Regions from separate parts of the Mus musculus genome. Here region 1 is linked to region 2. A link is a contact called in public Micro-C data. All regions are on one chromosome and are shown on one strand. Each heading gives the region's core, a stretch centred on a gene start, on an enhancer-like site or on the middle of the called end of the contact. The rest is flanking DNA. Distances are from core to core; before and after follow the strand shown. Region 1 holds the start of Adamts5 (a disintegrin-like and metallopeptidase (reprolysin type) with thrombospondin type 1 motif, 5 (aggrecanase-2)). Region 2 has its middle 35 kb from the start of 4930556C24Rik.

The links. A called contact is a pair of places that touch in the nucleus more often than the background predicts.
Region 1: a Micro-C map of the G1E-ER4 cell line shows a contact between it and region 2, with 2.3 times the contacts expected there. The contact joins the promoter of Adamts5 here to the enhancer-like site in region 2. A contact is called at or near these places in 1 of 39 promoter capture datasets (hippocampal neurons), 4 of 484 Hi-C or Micro-C datasets (the G1E-ER4 cell line, embryonic stem cells, epidermal suprabasal cells and 1 more) and 2 of 9 other capture datasets (adipose tissue and pancreatic islet).

The regions. Positions count from the first base shown.
Region 1 is chr16:85,899,331-85,902,677 of GRCm38.p6, reverse strand. It overlaps Adamts5 (a disintegrin-like and metallopeptidase (reprolysin type) with thrombospondin type 1 motif, 5 (aggrecanase-2)), which reads left to right and starts at 1,553. Exons shown (of 8, transcript NM_011782.2): 1 at 1,553-3,347. The coding sequence starts at 2,411. Gm46558 (a long non-coding RNA gene) reads right to left here and starts at 2,878. Exons shown (of 3, transcript XR_001781962.2): 1 at 2,681-2,878; 2 at 1-1,847.
Region 2 is chr16:85,852,644-85,856,227 of GRCm38.p6, reverse strand. No RefSeq gene overlaps it. Among named protein-coding and RNA genes, the nearest start is that of 4930556C24Rik, 35 kb to the right of the region's middle. Within about 2 kb of position 1,862, at least 1 of the 459 cell types and tissues checked has an H3K27ac peak or open chromatin away from gene starts, as enhancers often do. A contact at or near this core is called in the G1E-ER4 cell line, where this site is marked.

The DNA.
Region 1 (3,347 bases), core at 304-2,803, 47 kb before region 2:
ATTCTCTGCCTTTACTACCTGCCCATTGCCTTGTAATATTAACTACTGGAAACCTACCTGAGCATCTTGAGAATCGAAACACAAGTGCTTTCAGCAGCATCCTCCTTCTATGTCCCGATATATTTCAGGATCCATTCAGGCTCTCTCGGACTCCTCCACCCGTCCACCCCACACACACCTTGTTCTCTCTCAAATCCATGCCCTCTTTTACTTTAACTGTTGTTTGGCCTTCTCCAGTCTTGGCCCTCGTGGTACCTTCCGTGAGAATGTATCATCTGAAAAAGCTATGTAAGTGTGCCTGCTCTCCTCTGAAGGAGTGGAGTTAAAAGGGATGGAGATGTGTAAATTATCCCGGGGTGTGTGCAGAGACCAGTACTGGACCCTGGCACAGGTCAACTTGCTGTGAGAAAGTCACTAGGGTTTCCTTTCACCTTCTTAGAATTGATAATTAGAGGAAACAAAGGATGGAGGAACTGAGTAGCAGGGGCCATGCCACCTGCCTACTAATAACCACCAATCACCTCCCCTCAAGTATTCTTCCCTGGGATATGAGCTTTGAAAATGAGAGGGCTGACAGTGAGTGGCTGACTTATAAGAAGAGTAGCAAGTAAACAAACAAAGGAGTGTTTGCCAGAAAGTGTGAGCACAAATGTAAAAGTCTGGGGTGGGGGTGCAGATTCCCCTTCAAGAGTTAACTCTTTCCCACCCTGACATCCTACAGCTCAGAGTTCCAGTGGCTGGGATAAGTGACAGATTGTGGGCACTGACCAACTATGCCCTGGAAAAAAAGCTGGGAGTACCGCCATTTATACACAAAGCCAAGGACTTCCCAGGCCGCAGCCGGCCCTGTTGGGGTCACCGCAGTGCTGCATGCCCAGAGACGCGCCAGGAAGCACCGGTGGCTGCCTGGCTGCTCAGCTGATGGCCGGGAGAAGTTAGTCACCCCTAGCCCGAAGTCAGCAAGTGTTGGAACGTGAACAAGCTAGGAGATGAGGAGGCTGGAAATCAGCTACCGGGACCGACTGGAGAGAACCAGGGAAAAGAGAGAGGGACTTGGGGTTGCACAGGCGGCTGCCCTGACCAGTGAAGTTACCAGGTCTACAAGGCCAGAGCGCACTGGCCGGCAAAATGAAGCAAGAACTTCATATCCCGCTCAAGAACAGCAAGGGGAAGGAGGCAGAGAGAGACTTTAAAAACACACCAAAACACCCCTTCAGGAGATGAGGTAAGCCGAGGTTAGCCAACCCCGATTGGTTGTGAAATACCACACAGAACCGGAGTTGCTGTGGCTTTAAATGAGGCCAAGAGAATTTTCTTGTTTTCTGCCCAAATACTTTTTCTCTCTCAATCTCTTTCTCACCCTTACTCCCTCCTTTGTCCCTCCTTCCACCTTGCTAGGTTCTGGCCCCTTCCTCCTTCCCGGTCTGCCTTTCCTCGATCACCCTCCTCCTCTCGCTGCTCCCTCCCCCATCAGATTAGGCGCGGACCGGGAAGGGTGGGAGTGGTGGGGGAAGCTCTCCCTTTAAGAGGCAGCGTGCAGTGACGAATTGTTGAAATTGCCATTGCAGGATGGCACGCCGCTATAAATTCATTGTCCCACCTCCTCGCATCTTCACAGCGCCTGAGCCGCTCTCCGCGCCCGTAGCAGCCGACTGGGGATGATCCCGGGCGGGAGGACGCGGCAACGGAAGGGACCGGGACGCGCCGCCTCGCTGGCTCTCCGCAGGCCGCCTCCTAGCTTTTGATTTTAAACATTTTTAGGTGTTTCCTTTGCTTGCTTTCTTTCCTTTTCTTTTCTCCCGTCTCATTTCTCCCTGCCTTCGGGTTCCAGCGGAGCCGAGGAAGCCCTGAGAATAAGAAAGGAAGTGGGTCGGAGCTTGGAAGCTTTGCAGCCCGCCAGCCCCGGGCTTCGAGGGGGCGGGAGCGGACGCGCACCAGTTGCGGGCCAGCGCGGTCGCCCTTCTTACTCTCTTAGCTCGTTTGTTTTGATCTGTTTGTGCAAAGATCTTGTCTGCGTTGGGCCTCTCTCCTTTTTTGTATTTGGTTGCTCTCCACCTCTTGGCTTTTACTCCCACCAACACCACCCTTTATTTAATTTTTTTTCTTTTATTTTATTTAAAATTTTTCTTCCTCCGTCTCTTGGACCTCCATTCCAAACATTTTCCAAACCAACAAAGAAAAAGTTCTCACAGTGGCACCGGTGCCAGGCCAGGCTGGCTCTCTGCTGCGGATTCCCCCTACCCTTTCCTGGACACTTGACTCAACCTTGCACGCCAGTGTGTAGAGTGTGCGGCTGTGGGTGGGTGGGTGGGAGGGCGAGCCCCCCACCCCCGCCCCTGAAACTTCTATAGCAAATAGCAAGCATCCAGCTAGACTCAGTCGCGCAGCCCCTCCCGGCGGGCAGCGCACTATGCGGCTCGAGTGGGCGCCCTTGTTGCTGCTACTGCTGCTGCTGAGCGCGTCCTGCCTGTCCCTGGCCGCTGACAGCCCCGCCGCGGCACCTGCCCAGGATAAAACCAGGCAGCCTCAGGCTGCAGCAGCGGCCGCCGAGCCGGACCAGCCGCAGGGGGAGGAAACACGGGAGCGAGGCCATTTACAACCCTTGGCCGGGCAGCGCAGGAGCGGCGGGCTGGTCCAGAATATAGACCAACTCTACTCTGGCGGTGGCAAAGTGGGCTACCTTGTCTACGCGGGCGGCCGGAGGTTCCTGCTGGACCTGGAGAGAGATGACACAGTGGGTGCTGCTGGTAGCATCGTTACTGCAGGAGGAGGGCTGAGCGCATCCTCTGGCCACCGGGGTCACTGTTTCTACAGAGGCACCGTGGACGGCAGCCCTCGATCCCTAGCTGTCTTTGACCTCTGCGGGGGTCTCGATGGCTTCTTTGCAGTCAAGCATGCGCGCTACACTCTAAAGCCACTCCTGCGTGGGTCCTGGGCAGAGTATGAACGAATTTATGGGGATGGATCTTCCCGCATCCTGCATGTCTACAACCGCGAGGGCTTTAGCTTCGAGGCCCTGCCGCCACGCGCCAGTTGCGAGACTCCTGCATCCCCATCTGGGCCCCAAGAGAGCCCCTCGGTGCACAGTAGATCTAGGAGACGCTCAGCGCTGGCCCCGCAGCTGCTGGACCACTCAGCTTTCTCGCCATCTGGGAACGCGGGACCTCAGACTTGGTGGAGGCGTAGGCGCCGTTCCATCTCCAGGGCCCGCCAGGTGGAGCTCCTCTTGGTGGCTGACTCGTCCATGGCCAGGATGTATGGGCGGGGCCTGCAGCATTACCTGCTGACCCTGGCCTCCATCGCCAACAGGCTGTACAGTCATGCAAGCATTGAGAACCACATCCGCC
Region 2 (3,584 bases), core at 613-3,112:
AACTGTATACCTAACTGCTGTTTCAGTGGACATAATAAATAGAAATTAAAAACTAGGTCAAAGAATGTACTGTATATACTTGGACTTAGAAACTACTGTCCTTTTATTTTTGAATATTTCACAACACTTGCAGCACAAAGCCCGGTCTCTGTCATTTCTGTCATTCATCATCGGTTAGGGCACAGACAAGATCTCGTGTCTTAGCTAAAACAGTAGCTCTTTGGCATGTAACATCTGGTCAGTGTAGGATCTCCTAAAGTCTACCGAGTATTAAAACATAAGCTGGCATTATAACTGGATTACAGTTATACATAAACTTACTACAAGTATAGCCTTAAGGAGTTGAAATTATAATTAAGCCTATATTCTTAAGAGAAATTTACTCAAAGCCCTACATATTTAATAAGAATTTATGAATTAACTTTCCAGTACGCATTGATTCTTTTTAAAACTGCAGTCATTGATGCTATGTGGACATTACAAAACTGAATTTCCCTCCAATGTCAAGCAGTATTTTAGAGTTATGATACTGAAATTTTCCTTCAAAGTTTTATTGATTCTTTGTAAATTTCATACAATGCATTTGAATCACATGTCCCTCCACTCTTCCTCAATACTCTCTCTCAGCCCTTCCCCATTCCCTTCATGCTATTTTGAGATTTCATCATCTCTACTTTTTTCTCCTCTTTCCCCATTGAGTCCATTTTGTGTTGCCTAGCTAGTCTTAGGAGTGAGGCTTGCCCTGGTGTGTGGTCCAAATCCTGGGTGTCCCATCATTAAAGCGAACAGATTGTTCCTTTCAATGCAGTCATCAAATGCTAAGAGCTCTCCAGTGAGTAGCGATGTGATGTCATGACCACCTCTCCTGCTTCATGCTGGGATTTTCTCAGTCTGGAGCTTGGGAATGTCCTATGCGTGCTGTGAGGAGTTCATCTGTGCACAGGATCCATCCTATCTTGGGAAACACTGTTTTCTTGATGTTGCCAACCACCTCTCGAATTTGCAACCCTTTGGCACTCTCTTCTCTGAAAATTCCTGAGTCTTTCAGAAAAGGAATATTATAAGAATGCCCACATTTAATCTGAGCAATCCGCAGTCATTTACTTCAACATGTTGACTATCCAGATGCCTCTATATCAACTGCATCTACTCCAAAGGGAAGCTTATCTGAAGAGAGTTGAGAAATACTCTCATCCACAGTGATCAATAAGTCATTAAGGAAAAACGCAATACTGAAAGTACTAAGAAGAAAAAGTAGTAATATTCTTAAACCTTATCCTTAGTAATTTCTTCTAAAGAAATTACCCCCGCCACACACACACACACACACATACACCAAAAATTTTTTAAAAGCTCCTATTAATCTTAAAGGTAGCATAAACTTAACGGTTATGATATGGCTGGAATTTCTTCAGCATTTTGTTGCCTGAGGCCCTGTAGCAAACACTTCCTGAACATTATAAATGTGCTTTATCTCTGTGACCTGATAATGTAGTCAGAAGATTCTAGTATTGACGTTACCCTGGCAATTCGATACCAAGTAGCCTGTGATACTGAGCATTCCTAAGGTAATCATTATCTGTTGTCAGTACCTTTAAAGGCAGGAACTAACAGTCAGAGGGACCGATCTTAGTATGAACAGAAAGCTCTTTAGACTGGAGATATCCTTACAATCTCTAAAGAGTGGGCTTTCTGGGTAGATCGAGAGCAACCACAATGTTTCAAGGAAATAGTTAGGAAACTACAGAAGGTCACGTAGAGCATAAGGATGGTCTCAGAAGCCACATGTAGCAAAAGGGATTACTTTTTCAGGAATAAGCAGGAAGAATTTGACTTGGAAAACTAATACACGCATGTTAGGCATTCTCAAGGCATTCAGTACTTAACCTTGCAATCTTCTGTGTGACCTACAGCGAGTCGAGGCAGATAAGGTCAAAGACATGAAAATAGTCTGAAGGGCAGTTTTTCTATTATAACAAACAAGGACAATGTTTAGAAATGAAAGCACAGATACTCGTGACACCAAATTATCTTTAATGCTTATTGTTGTGTCTCTCTGAATATTTTACCACATTATCTGTGCCATTAAATAAATATTTTCCCACACACATGAGGGGCTCATTATTGGGTACGGTGTAGAACCATAGATTCTGGTTTCAATATTATGTAATATAAAACCAATTTGACTAACATGATAGGGCTTTTGTTAAGTAGATAAAGGAATACAAGAGTAGGTCTTGCTTTATTAGTTCCTTGTGATGTCTATTACATAGACAAATAGAAGAGAATCCCAGGGTGATTGGCAAGCTGGGGCTGTTCCCGATGATGGAGGAACACGAGCAGACCCAAGACCATTATAACAAGTAGACCATTCTATAGACCAGCTTTTTCAACATATCAACAGTGCATTTTTTAAAAATCTGACTTTATCTTTCATTGGAGTTTTACTTACATTAGAATTACAGTCCATTTGTTGCTACATGGGCTATGATTTTTTTAAAAATCTATCTTTGTATATATTGGATATTAGAGCTCTATCAGATGTAGAGTTGGTAAAGATCTTTTCCAAATTTGTTGGCTGCCATTTTGTCCTATTGACAGTGTCTTTTGCCTTACAGAAACTTTGTAATTTCATGAGGTCCCATTATACAAAGAACACAAGAAGTTAGGCTCCAAAGAACCAAAGAACCCTTTTCAAAATGGGGTACGGAGCTAAACAAAGAATTCGCAACTGAGAAATACCGAATAGCTGAGAAGCACCTAAAGAAATGTTTAACACTCTTAGTCATCAGGGAAATGCAAATCAAAACAACCCTGAGATTCCACCTCAAACCAGACAGAATCGGTAAGATCAAAAACTCAGGTGACAGGAGATGCTGGTGAGGATATGGAGAAAGAGGAGCACTCCTCCACTGCTGGTGGGATTTCAAGCTGGTACAACCACCCTGGAAATCAGTTTGGCGGTTCCTCAGAAAATTGGGCATAGTACTAGACCCAGCAAAACCACTCCTGCTCATATACCCAGAAGGTGCTCCAACATGCAATAAGGACACATGCTCCACTATGTTCATAGCAGCCTTATTAATAATAGCCAGAAGCTGGAAAGAACCCAGATGTCCCTCAACAGAGGAATGGATACAGAAAATGTGGTACATTTACACAATGGAATACTAATTCGCTATTAAAAGCAATGCATTCATGAAATTCTTAGGCAAATGGATGGAACTAGTGAGGTAACCCAATCACAAAAGAACACCCATGGTATATACTCACTGATAAGTGCACATTAGCCCAGAATCTCAGTATACCCAAGATATAATTCACAGACCAAATTAACCTCAAGAAGAAGGAAAACCAAAGCATGAATACTTCCGTCCTTCTTAAATGGGGGAAAAAGTACCCATGGGAGGAGATAGGGAGACAAAATGTGGAGCAGAAACTAAAGGCAAGGCCATCCAGAGACTGCCTAACACGGGGAATCCATCCCATATACAGTCACCAAACCCAGACATTATTGTGGATGCCAACAAGTGTTTGCTGACAGGAGCCTGATACAGCTGTCTCCTGAGAGGCTCTGACAGTGC